Linked DNA regions of Mus musculus: regions 1, 2 and 4 are each linked to region 3. The links are chromatin contacts, called in public Hi-C and HiChIP or PLAC-seq maps. All regions are on one chromosome and are shown on one strand. The core of a region is the stretch at or near the end of the contact, and the rest is flanking DNA. Distances in the headings are between cores, read along the strand shown.

The links. Hi-C and Micro-C count contacts between places; a contact is called where the count stands out from the background. HiChIP or PLAC-seq counts read pairs in DNA pulled down with a chosen protein or histone mark.
Region 1: a Hi-C map of bone marrow-derived macrophages shows a contact between it and region 3, with 36 read pairs. The contact joins two enhancer-like sites. A contact is called at or near these places in 4 of 484 Hi-C or Micro-C datasets (Th1 cells, bone marrow-derived macrophages, cerebral cortex and 1 more), 12 of 115 datasets of contacts at active chromatin or transcription factors (bone marrow-derived dendritic cells, bone marrow-derived macrophages, cardiomyocytes and 9 more) and 3 of 9 other capture datasets (adipose tissue, liver and pancreatic islet).
Region 2: an H3K27ac HiChIP or PLAC-seq map of bone marrow-derived dendritic cells shows a contact between it and region 3, with 11 times the contacts expected there. The contact joins the promoter of AY702103 here to the enhancer-like site in region 3. A contact is called at or near these places in 4 of 39 promoter capture datasets (the C10 cell line, hippocampal neurons, liver and 1 more), 3 of 484 Hi-C or Micro-C datasets (the 63-12 cell line, bone marrow-derived macrophages and nephron progenitors), 4 of 115 datasets of contacts at active chromatin or transcription factors (bone marrow-derived dendritic cells, cardiomyocytes, embryonic basal ganglia and 1 more) and 1 of 9 other capture datasets (embryonic stem cells).
Region 4: an H3K27ac HiChIP or PLAC-seq map of bone marrow-derived dendritic cells shows a contact between it and region 3, with 5 times the contacts expected there. The contact joins the promoter of Rftn1 here to the enhancer-like site in region 3. A contact is called at or near these places in 2 of 39 promoter capture datasets (hippocampal neurons and pre-B cells), 10 of 484 Hi-C or Micro-C datasets (B cells, Th1 cells, bone marrow-derived dendritic cells and 7 more), 19 of 115 datasets of contacts at active chromatin or transcription factors (bone marrow-derived dendritic cells, bone marrow-derived macrophages, cardiomyocytes and 14 more) and 3 of 9 other capture datasets (adipose tissue, liver and pancreatic islet).

Annotation. Positions count from the first base shown.
Region 1 is chr17:50,169,682-50,172,542 of GRCm38.p6, forward strand. The region is part of intron 1 of Rftn1 (raftlin lipid raft linker 1); the gene reads right to left. Among named protein-coding and RNA genes, the nearest start is that of Rftn1, 19 kb to the right of the region's middle. Within about 2 kb of position 1,465, at least 53 of the 459 cell types and tissues checked have an H3K27ac peak or open chromatin away from gene starts, as enhancers often do. A contact at or near this core is called in Th1 cells, adipose tissue, bone marrow-derived dendritic cells and 2 more, where this site is marked.
Region 2 is chr17:50,237,499-50,240,632 of GRCm38.p6, forward strand. It overlaps AY702103 (cDNA sequence AY702103), which reads left to right and starts at 1,710. Exons shown (of 2, transcript NR_131975.1): 1 at 1,710-3,134.
Region 3 is chr17:50,023,743-50,026,650 of GRCm38.p6, forward strand. All of the region lies in intron 7 of Rftn1 (raftlin lipid raft linker 1), which reads right to left. Among named protein-coding and RNA genes, the nearest start is that of Gm52302, 9.3 kb to the right of the region's middle. Within about 2 kb of position 1,524, at least 98 of the 459 cell types and tissues checked have an H3K27ac peak or open chromatin away from gene starts, as enhancers often do. A contact at or near this core is called in the 63-12 cell line, B cells, Th1 cells and 7 more, where this site is marked.
Region 4 is chr17:50,188,880-50,191,775 of GRCm38.p6, forward strand. It overlaps Rftn1 (raftlin lipid raft linker 1), which reads right to left and starts at 1,618. Exons shown (of 10, transcript NM_181397.2): 1 at 1,342-1,618.

The DNA.
Region 1 (2,861 bases), core at 215-2,714, 150 kb after region 3:
CCCCTTCTCGTCTTCCTTTTTATTCAGGCCAAATGGCAGGAAATAACTACACACACACACACACACACACACACACACACACACACACACGTGTGCACACACACTTCAAGTCTTTTCCAGCTAAAATGAAATCGACGGAGCCTAACAGGGCCAGAGAGACCTCAAGCCGTACCTACCCGTGTTGGAAGATCAGTGGCCTCAGCTTGCCAAGGAGACAGAGAAATGGGAAAACAATAAACGGAGAGCAAGATTCTCTCAGTCTTTGATTGACACCAGTGAAGGTTTCCCATGTATTTGCATAGAATGACGTGTAATTCACAACGTGTCTTACTATGGGAGGGGGGGATCCCCTTTGCACCCTGGGCATGAAGTGTTCCTCCTCTCTGGCACACTGCCCTGCCATGGAAATGCTTCTCTAAAATACAACACACCACACACACACACACACACACACACACATGCGCACACACAAAAGTGCAGGGACTGCTTCCTCTAAAGACAAGGATTTCCTCCGCTGATCCATTCATAGGGTTCCCAGCTTCCTAAAGCCATTTGGCAAGTTTCAGAAAAACAAACTGAACTTCAAAAAAAAGCTAGTAACGGCATGGGAGGGAGCAGGAAGGGGTGAGGTAGGCACAACCACGACCTGCCTCTGCTTTGCAGTAATTAAAAAAGGCAGAGAGAATGGATAGCAACCGGAAGCCTGACTTATGCCTTAATAAGGGGACATTAGTGTCCAAGAGCTGGAGCACATATGATGTATGTGCAGTCTGTGTGAACTGATAACTTGAAAACTACTGGGTCATTCTTCAGACACAACAGCTGATGTGTGCATCGGCTACTGAAGGAGCCATGCAAAGCAAGCTGCTGCCGTGTGTAAGTGGGGAGCAGAAAGCAATGGACCTGAGGCTCTTGGTGCAAAGAGTCCAGAAATGTCCTTCATTCCTGACAGTTTCTAAGAGTTGAGCCCGGAGGGAAAGGAAGGAGTCTGTGAGCACAGCACAAGGCTGGCAGGAGCTTGGAGGAGCCGAGGTGAGCTCTGCTATACAGATTTGGGCATGTGGAGATGTTGGGGACCCTGCAAGAGTAAAGGATGAGGGAGAAAAGGAAGGGCAGGCTGTGACATCTGTCATCCTTGGCCTCATAGGTCAGAAGCCAAAGCCACCACTCGCCCAGAATGCCTTTATGAGCTGTAAAGAGGGTGCCCTGTCCTCTGAGGAATGAAGTCCTATGCTAGCTGTGGTGAGGAGAGGAGGGGGGAGGGGAGGAGAGGAGAGGAGAGGGGAAGGGGAGGGGAGGAGAGGGGAAGGGGAGGGAAAGGGGAGGGGAGGAGAGGGGAAGGGGAGGGGAGGAAAGGAGAGAAGAGGGGAAGGGGAAGGGAGGAAAGGAGAGGCTGGACCTAAGCCCCTACTTAACCGCTGTGAGTCACCTTCACAACTGAGGGTCACACTGCTGCATCAGTAGGGGAAAAGAAACCAAGAGGGTGAGATTCCAACTGGTCATGACTGCCCTAGAGGCACAGGCAGAGAAGTGTGGAGAGGAGGTTTCCCAAGCAGGAGAAAAAGATGTAAAGACAGCCAGGGCCCTGAGAAGCAGAGATGACCACGAAACCTGTCTGTGGATGAAGAGATCCTGAGGCTGGGTGAGCTACCTGTGGAATGCTTGTACAGTGTGCTGGCCAGCCAGCTCCAACTCTCACTGAACAGAGCTAACGCTTACCAAAGCAGAGCTGGGAGGAAATGCTGCTCTCACTCTCTCTCTCTCTCTCTCTCTCTCTCTCTCTCTCGCTCTCGCTCTCTCTCTCTCGCTCTCTCTCCAGCTAACAGGACTCATTTCTCACACCACTGTGCTCTGCAGACCTTATCCCCTCCCCGTCCCCCAGATCAGCCAGGAAAAGAGAAACTACCCAGCAGCCTTCTTGAGACAGCCCCAGCAAGCATGGTACAGTGTGGACACACACAGATGACCAAGGACGTCATCTAGTGTATTGCTCGCCAGGCAAATGGCAGAAGGGTCGCAGGGAGAAAGACAGAACAGCCCTTTGTATGGGTCAGGCACCCTACTTGGAATATTCAAAGCCTGAAACCTTTTGAGAGATGATGTGGGGAAATGGTGGGTCTCAGAGCATTTAGGAGTTTGGAATTTCACAAGAGGAACTCAGCTGGGAAAGTCTATGTTAAGATTCCCCCAATTCAAGATTCTGAAATCTGAACTGATTAGATCTCCAAGAATAAGGGATTCTGAGTCGGTGCCAAGTGCTGGTGAGCATACAGAGCTGTTCAAGATTGGATGTAACTCTTCTGTTTTCTTTAAGTATTTACTTACTTTAAATTGTGTGTGTGTGTGTGTGTGTGTGTGTGTGTATTTGCTTACATGTATGTCTGTGCACTGTGTGCATGGCTGGAGCCCATGGAGGCCAGAGAGGGGGTGAGACTCTCTGAAAACAGGATTACAAGCAGTTGTAAGTTGCCACGTGCATGCTGAGACCCAAACCAACCTGGGTCCTCTGCAAGAGCAGCAAGTGCTCTTCAGTGCTGAGCCATCTCTCCAGGCTCCATTTCATTCTTTAGCTGTCTGTTTTATAATAGAGAACAGCAAGATTTTGCATAAAATATTCCTAGTAAATATCTCTTATAGTAATAAATGCTGCCAAACCATGTCACCAGTGAGTGCTTTTACATCTTCAAAATGAAAAAGAAAAAAAATGAATAAAACAGTACAACCCAAAGCAAATGGAATTCTCCTGCTTATTCTGCTAGTGAGATAGTTTGGGGGCATGGCAAATGGTAGTCTGTGGGAAGGTTGTGTGGATACTGTCTTGGGATCTAGGGAATCCTCTCCAGATCTGTGTCAACAAAAAT
Region 2 (3,134 bases), core at 460-2,959, 210 kb after region 3:
CGGCGCCACCTAACGGGGATGAGGTAGATTACACAGCGTTGTTGCATCCTCCCGGGCTGCCTCCTGCGGGATGAGTGAGATACCAGCCTCAAGTTGTAGGATGCTAACCTGGTGCTGAAGGGTCACCCACTCTCAAAGGCAGACTCCTCCGCTAAATGGAATTTCTAATGCTTTACTTTTAAACATCCGCTGTGTGTGTGTGTGTGTGTGTGTGTGTGTGTGTGTGTAGGACAACTCGTGGATGTTAGAAGACGCCTTGTTAGAGTTGGTTCTCCCCTTCCCCCACTTGGGTCCCAGAGATCAGGTCACTTGACTTGAGGCAAGCATGGTCACCCTGTGAACCATCGTGACTGTCATGTATTTTTTTATTTGATTTTTTTTTAAAGGTAGGATCTTAGTAACCCAGGCTGACTTTGAAATCCTTGTATAGCTGAAACTGACCTTGAACTTCTGACCCTTCTGCCTCCAGGACTGGGACCACATAGGTGTGCTCCACCACACTCTTCTGTACAAGGTGCTGGGGTGGAACCCAGAGCTTCCGGTGTGTATTGTGCAAGCAGCCTGCCAGCTGAGACACACGCCTTCCTTGTGTGTTGCTGAGAGGGAGGAGGAAGAGAGAATCTGAAAGGGGGTTGGGTGTCAAGAATTACTGATGTAGCAGTAAGAAGCGCTAAAATGCTTCCTCTACTTTATCCCACCATTTGGGACACTCCTGGGCCGGCAAGCGTGCTTCTGGATGCTTTGGAAAGCCACAGCAGGGAAGGTGGGGTCTCCTTAAAGCTGGAGAGATGATGTGGAACTGTGGGGACCGTGGTGGAACAGACAACACATCTTCTTTCAGGGTGTCGTCCTTCAGCTGCCAATTGCCAGCAAATGTGGTCTCATCGTCCTGTTTGCCAAAGCCAAGGGTGTGTATAAGACCCAGGAGCGAGAGGGTGTGGCCTTTGGAGATCTCTGCCGTGGGCTGTCAGTTTGGGAGAGCAGCATGGTATCCCAGTCACCAAGTAGTAGAGGTACTGGGGACTGGAGGAAGCAAAGCAGCAGGAGCCCTGTGACTGGGCACTCAACATGGAAGCCAGGGAGATGGCAAGCTCTCAAATTAGCAAGGGACATCTGAGAGATTTAGACTTCCTGCAAAGGGTAGTCCAATTCTAGAACGATTCTCCAGGATCTAGAAGATGTAGGTCTGTGCACAGCTCACTGTGACTCAGCTACCAATGTCAGTGGTAGGACTGTACCACTAGTGTGTTTGTTCAAGACGGTGCCTCCAAGGTCCTGCTGGCTGCAGATATCCCTGCCTCCAGGTCCTCAGAATCTAGCTTCAAGACTGTGTCCTCTACCAGCAAATCATCTTTCCAGGACAGGTGTTCTTTCTTGTCAAGAGAAGGGAATGTTGTCAAGATTACCCAGAGCTCTGAGAGCAGCTGGAACAACACTTTAAAAAGGGGTTCATGACAACACCTGGGTTAGATATGCAGGCCACTCAAGTGCCAGGAATGGCTTTCCTGCCCTGGACTCCCTTTGCAAACTCTATATATTTTGTAAACTCTGTACACTTTATAAAGTTTGTAAACCTCAACTCAGAAAATGGTCCTGGCTGAGACTGAGGCTCTCCAGCAGCCAGGCCCCTCCCCCAGAACCCCACTAACTGTCATAACTGTCAGAAGGGTCATCTCCAGCATGTCAACAGGCCCCACCCACGTTATGCTAATTCTAGGTGAAAAGCCTGAATAAAAGCCACCAATTCCTGAATAGGAAAATCCACCAAACCCTGAACTTCCCACAGAAACTCACCTATCCCTGGACATCAAAACCCACCAATCCCTGAACAGGTAAACTCACCAATCCCTGAGCTCCCTCAGGCTCAGAAATTGAGATGCCAGCCATCCTCACTCTGGAAATCTTACTCTAGAAAGGTCCATGCCCTAAGAACACCTATACAAGCACTGGACTTTGTCCAATTAGCAAGTGCTCTCTGCACTCTCCTGAAACCATAGGCACTAATATTCCAGGATGCATTCTTCCATACTGTGGACACACCAATGAATGCCTTTCATGAGCTCTGCTGTCATGTTCTTCTCTCATTGGAAGAAGACAAGAAGCAATGAAGACAAGAAAGGAAGAGAAGGAGTAGGCTTGAGGCTCCTGAGCTCAGCTGGGGACATCCTTCCCTGGAGCTGGGAAGCCTCCAATGAGGAAGGAGACTTCCTCTCAAAGATGTGTGGTTCCTGGGCCCCCGTGTCTCCAGAAACCCTTCCCTTGGGACACTGTCACACCTCAGAGCTGGATGGTTCCTGAGTTCCAAGGCCCTGAACACCTTCTCATCCAAGCACAAAGGCCAACAACCAGGGCCACTGGCCCTACAAGATCCAGATATCATCTGGTAAAGTCTGAGAACCAACTCCCAGAGATGGGTCATGCAGAAGTTAATCCTGAAGCTCCATCTTCCTCAACACTGGCAGATAAAAGCCACCCAGGAGCCTCCACAGGAGCGCCTGTCTCATCAATGGGTCCAGCCATATTCCAGATTTGGAAGGACCTTTGCAAGGATCTGACAAACATTGCAGGAAGATCTCTGAGAGATCTGTACAGGATCCCAGAGGGTTCCCTGGGCAAAGATCTAGAGGCTGTCTCCGAGACACGGGTGGACAGTTGCTATGTCAGACAGCCAAGAAGTGACTCACCAAGTCCCCAGCTAGTCTCCCCAGGAAAACAGCAGCTAGAGGGTATACTGAAAACCACTCAAGCAGCAAGTGGAGCCATTACAATGCCATTAAGGTGCCTGTGGGCACTTGTCAAGGAATTGCTGTGGACCACACAGTGGTCCTGCCTGAAAACTCAGAGACAAGTTCTGAAAACCCAGAGACAAATATGGAAGCTCAGAAGCAGTGATCCTTGAATGATGGGGCCACCTGCAAGAATATTTCCCAATGGGCCTTCATTCCTACAAGAAGATGCCTTTTGGGTGAGGCAAAAAGATGGAGCTTGCTTCTCAGAGACCTCAAAATCCTACATCTTTCCAACACAAACAGGTCTGTAGCTTTGCCATTTCCCACAGCCTCTGACTCCCTCTCCGACCTGCTGGGATTCTAGAGATGATTTCCTGGGAGAGCTTTTTCAGAAAAGTTCAGAAG
Region 3 (2,908 bases), core at 274-2,773:
TTTTCGTTGCTATGACAATGTACTTGAGACTGGTTGTTTATGTGAGAAATGGTTATTAATTTATTTTACTTTTTTATTTAACATTTTAAAATCAAAGACGGCCTGGTGGGGGGGACTCTCATTTTCCAAACCTTCCCCCTCCTTCTTTGAACTGATGAATCAATCATAAAGACTGTGCAGTCAGTTCTCATCCATGGAAACGAGAGTCACCACCTACATCAGGGATAAAAGACAGAGCTACTCTGGCCCCAGTGTGCTTGCCAGCCTGACCTGGGTTCCAATGCACGCATTCTGCAGGAAAGACCCATCGCCTTGCTGAGTTGATTTCTGCACTGTCCATGTGTTCCTTTGTACAACACAAAGATTATTCTTTGTTTCTAACAATTTATGAAAGTATGCATTTAAAATTTTAAATCTTATTTAATTTTATATGCATGCTGTTTTGCCTGTATGTATGTCTGTGTACCACATGTATGTCCGAAGCCAAAGAAGCCAGCAAGTTCATCAGATCCCTTGGAACTAGAATTACAGATGGTTGTGAACTACCATATGGGTGCTGGGAATTGAACCTGGGTCCTCTGGAAGAGCAGCCGGTGCTCTTAACCACTGTCACTCTATCCCTAAAGGTGATTTTTAGCTCATACTTTTGGATCCTGATAATCCAAGATCTGACAGCTTTGTTTAAGCCTCTAGTAAGGGCCACTCAGCCTGCATCACAATATGGCTGAGAGACAGAAAGGGAACCTGTCCCATGCAGGCAGCCTACGGATGTGGATTCAATTCAGTGAATAACAACCTCTTCTCACCAAGAATGAACGCCCGCCCTCGGGGAGACACCATTAGTCTCTTTCAGTCAGAAAGGATAGGGACAGACAGACATGAGTATAAGTCATAAGGAGAGCAACTCAGGGACCCAGAAACCAAGTCATTCCTCTGAACTGCCCCTGATCATGCAACTTCCCTCCGACAGATAAAGAAAGGCCCACCCCATTCAGGGATTACCCCTCCCCACAACAGTAAAAATCCTCTGGAAACTCCCTAAGAACCCTCAGGATCTCTCTCTCTCTCTCTCTCTCTCTCTCTCTCTCTCTCTCTCTCTGAGACAGGGTTTCTCTGTATAGCTCTGGCTGTCCTGGAACTCACTCTGTAGACCAGGCTGGCCTTGAACTCAGAAATCCGCCTGCCTCTGCCTTCTGAGTGCTGGGATTAAAGGTGTGTGCCACCACGCCCGGCCCTTCAGGATCTCTTAAGCCACAGGCTTGCTGGAGCTCACTCCCAGTCTGACGGTGCACTGAACGGTCTTACTCTCCATTTAAATAAATGTATACTTTAAGCCCTCCTCTAAATCTTCTTCAATTCTTTTCCCAAGACACAACCTCAACATACTATTGTGGGAGAGCCTAGACAGCTTCCCCAGTAACACCTTCTAAGAATCAAGAGTGTGGTCTCCATTGTTAAGGAGCTGATCAGATATCACCAGGCCTGGGGGATGGGAGGGCGGACCCTCTGTCATCATCAGCAGTTTGTAGAAGCAGGAACCGAAACTTCTAGACGGAAGGCTGCTCTCAAGAATGTGATCTCCAGCCCTGGGTGGAGACGTGGCATTCTGAATTTGCCAGAAGGTCATAAGATGATTATCTGGCAGGAGGAAGCTTTCTGGTAAAGAACAAAAACATTGTGCCCCACCCATAACAGAATCCAAATGGGTCTGTCAATCACCTAGACAAAAAAGAAAGAAAGAGAGAGAGAGAGAGAGAGAGAGAGAGAGAGAGAGAGAGAGAGAGAAAGGAAGAAGCAAGGCTTCCAGGAAAAGCAGCCTGTTGTAGAAGCTAGAAGTATAAAATTTACATAGAGTACACAGTGCAATAGTCCCTCTGGCCACTGTTCAGTCCCAAGCTTTGAGAGTGCCTTGCTTTACCATGCCACAGAACCTATCACCTATAATAAGCCCAACGGCTTATCTGAATTCTTCCACTGCAGATCAAAAGAACCAGGGAACTGAGGGTACAGAGGGGACTCTCAATGACACATATGACTGACTACCTAGCCATAGGCCCACTTCTTAACTGTGGAGTCATCTTTCCACATTGTCACACTGGGGACCAAGCTGGCAGTGCAAAGCCCTCAGGAGGACAAGCTGCAGCCAAACCACACTATGGCCATGTGACTAGCAATATCCAATACTGCAATATGGCTATACTCAAGCTGACTGCTAGTAAGGAATGCAGTCAGTCCTATAGCATAAGGGATTGGTCAAACTCAGAGTGAGTTTATGAATGTACTCTTTAACCAAGGCCTCTAGGAAGGCACAGGGTCCTGGTAGAACCTTGCGAGGCCCTAGTTAGAGAACTCAGCTTAGGTGTGTGTGTGTGTGTGTGTGTGTGTGTGTGTGTGTGTGTGTATACACGTGTGCCTGCCTGTCTGCCTGTCTGTCTGCCTGCCTGTCTACCTGCCTGTCTGTTTATAGAAGGTTGGTATGATGGCTTAGTGGGTAAAATGTGCTTGCTGCTAAGCAGGGCAACCTGAGTTTGTTCCCTGGAGCATACATAATGAAAGGAGAGGACAGACTCCTTCCAGATGTCCTCTGACTTCCACAGGTGTGCCACAGTATGTACACACCCACACATACACATGGAGCATAAAATAAATGGACACATAAAGTCAGGTGTTAAAAAGTAAATTCAAGGTCTTACAGAATCATTTCCTACCTTTTTAATCTCAAACACACGAGGGCAGCTGGAGAGCGAGGCCACCCTAACACACGCTGTCTTGAGAGTTCACTTTGTGTGTCTGATTTGTGGTGAAGACGGAACCCTTCCACCTGCCCACCCAACCGCTGCAGCTATAGCTGCTGGTTCTCAGAGCCTGGGGCCTGGACCACCCATTATTCTTGGGCTTTGAACTGCAC
Region 4 (2,896 bases), core at 368-2,867, 170 kb after region 3:
AATGGAGGCACAGGGAGGCTTCCCCAGCTTGAGGCTGCGATTGCTCGGACCTCATGAAACCTCTACAGAAGGCAGAAGAGTCTGCAAGCTCACTCTAGGTAACACTGCTTAACTGAGGTCAGAGCACAGCACCACACAGCTCGTTGTTTAACCCCTGAGGATGAGTGGCTGGTGACATCTGGTGTCACTTGAACTTCCTCAGAATCCAGCTGGTCAGAAGGTACAAATTAGGAATCCTGGCAGCCACGGGTATGCTGGGTTCAATGGCCCTACCCATGGGTTTGTAGGCCACTCACATTACACCCTGGGCTTCCTTCCTGGAAAAGGCTTATCCTGAGATGACACTCCATAGTAGCCGTTGGGAGACACCTGTTCTGACCTTAACACCACCACCCACTCCCACCCCACCTCCCTGCGCCCCTTCTGAAAACAGCTGTATGAACAGAGGGTCTGTTGCTGGGCAGTTAGGCAGCCACTCATATACAAAGATCTGTGCCAGATTCTTTTTAAAAAATAGTTTTTGTTTGTAAGCCCCTAAACAAACTCACTCACACCACCCACCGCCCACAGGGGGCAGCTGAGAGCCAGCAGCCAACAGGCATCAGGGAGCACGCGCGGGGCTAACCCTGCCCTCTGCGCGATTCTGGCCTCCAAAGACAGTGATGCCAGTAGACCTGGCGCACTCGCCTGACAGTCAGGCTTCTTTAAATACACACTCCCTCCTCCTCGCCCAGACCCCATGCCCATCCTGGTGTGCCCCATGCCTAGAAAAGTGTGTTACAACAAGGCAAGAAAAAAAATCCCCTTTTCAGAGGAGAAAAGCCCCATTTCTGGTGCCTGGGATTTAGCTCTCAGTATTTCCACCGAGTACCCTCCTGCCTGCTCTCAAGAGTCGCACACCTCTTCCCTGGGTCGAGCCCAGGTCTCCGGGTGCACGTGGGCGGTGGCAACTCCCATCTGCTCCGGGCCCAGTACCCACTAAGGCCCCGGGTCCTGACCCACCTGTAGCCTCCAAGCTCCCCTCCGCGTCCTTCTAGCAGACCTCCGCCTGCGAAGCCCAGGACCCCCAGCAGGCGACCTCTCACCCCAACGCTCTCTCGCTTGTTTGTTTTGCTTTTTTTCCCCCTCTTCATCGGGGGAAAAAAAGTTGGCCCAGAATCTGGCGTCCCATCGATCTGTCCCCATCCCCACGCGACCTGCACCAGGGGGCTCGCCTAACAGCTCCGGAGCCCCCGAGGTGCCACGAGGAGCTGTCGCCTGCTCACCCGGATCCCGGGCCAGCAGAGCCAGCGACCCAGGCCTCTGCGCGCCACCTCGCCGGCCCGCCGCACGCCCACCTACCTTAGGGGACCAGCAGCGGTGACCGTGGCGCGGGCGGAGACAGCGTGCTGTGTCCCGGGATGAAAGTTTGTGCCATGCAGAGCAGGGCGGCGCGCGGACGACGCGACCCCGGGGGTGGGGGCAGAGCGCGGGGCGCGGCCGCTCGCTTGTCGTCTGTCCCTCCGGCGCTGGCCGCACAGGTACCTCTCCAGAGCCAGTGGCCGCCGCGCTCCCGCTCGCTGCGCTCTGCGCCCTGCGCGCTCTGATTCCAGCCCCGCCGCCCCCACTCCACCCCGCGCCGCCGCCGCCGCCTCCGCCGCGCGTCCGCCCGCTACACTTCCTCTTCCTCTGAACTCATGTGCAAAATATGCTGTGCTGCATCTTCTTGGGGGAAGCCGAGCGGCCCCTGGCAGCCCCGCACGAGAGACCCGTCCGCCCCGTGCGTCGCCAGCGCCGCGCAACCGGGCTCTCCCTCCCCCTCCCCCTAACCCCACCTCTCTTTCCCAGGCTTGGGTTTTGGGACCTGCTTAGGAGAGCACCAAGGTGGCAGCCAAAATACTGGGAAGGCGACGGCCATCAACGTGCTGATTGATGGCTAGGGCGGGGAGGAGAGCTAGAAAGAGATCCATTCTGGACCCATTCCACAGGTGGGAACGTCCCCAGGCAGCTTCTGCTCCCAGGTTTATCTCTCCGAAAGTAGTGCTTGGGAAGAGAAATAGTACCACTGGCCTCAGCCTCTTTCCCGACTTTATCCAGGTATCCAAAGGTTTGAGATCCTGATGCAATTGGGTCATCTTAGCCTAGCAAAATGGATTCCCCAATGAGAATCCATAAGGCTGTTCCCTAAAACAGGGCTGCTTTACCATAGTGAAAGTGTGAAATCCTGTCTCCTTGAGGCCAGTAAAACAAAACAGAATTACCGTGCAGGGCTTGAGAGCAGGAACCCTAGAGACAAATGGTCAGGATGGATTGCTGCCTTCTGTCCTTACTTCCCAGTGACTGGGGGTGACTTTGGGCCTGTTCATCGGCCAACCAGCACTTCCTTGTGTCTTATTAAATGGAAAATGCTTGGAAGCGTTCTATAATTCTGCGATTATCGTTATTATCATCATTACCATAAGGGGCTGAGATTTAATTGATTACCCTGTTCTGGTTGGGCAAAGAAGGGTCCTTAGGCATTGGAGCTACACGCGGCAGAGGGCTGGCTGATCTAGACCCTGTGTTTTAATGAGGTCCTTCTGGTACTAGAAACATGCGCGAGGGGGGAGGCAGCACTGCCTGTTTACAGGAACTCCTCTTGTGAGAGCTACTCAGGGATTTTCTTCCCTGTGGCCCTCTCCTACTCCCCCCATCACTCTGCCCCTGAATTGTCTTTTTACTCCTCTGCCTATTTACCCACCCCATCCCGGCATTCCGCCCACTTTTCTCCACATTTCCCTATCCCTAGTTCATGTCTGGAAATAATAAGCCAGGACAGGGGTCCAGGGCACCCCAGTGTTGAACATTTATTTATGAAGTCAAAGGGAGGGAGGGTGCCTTTCCGCTAAAGATCCTGCTGAGACCTGGAAATCAGGAC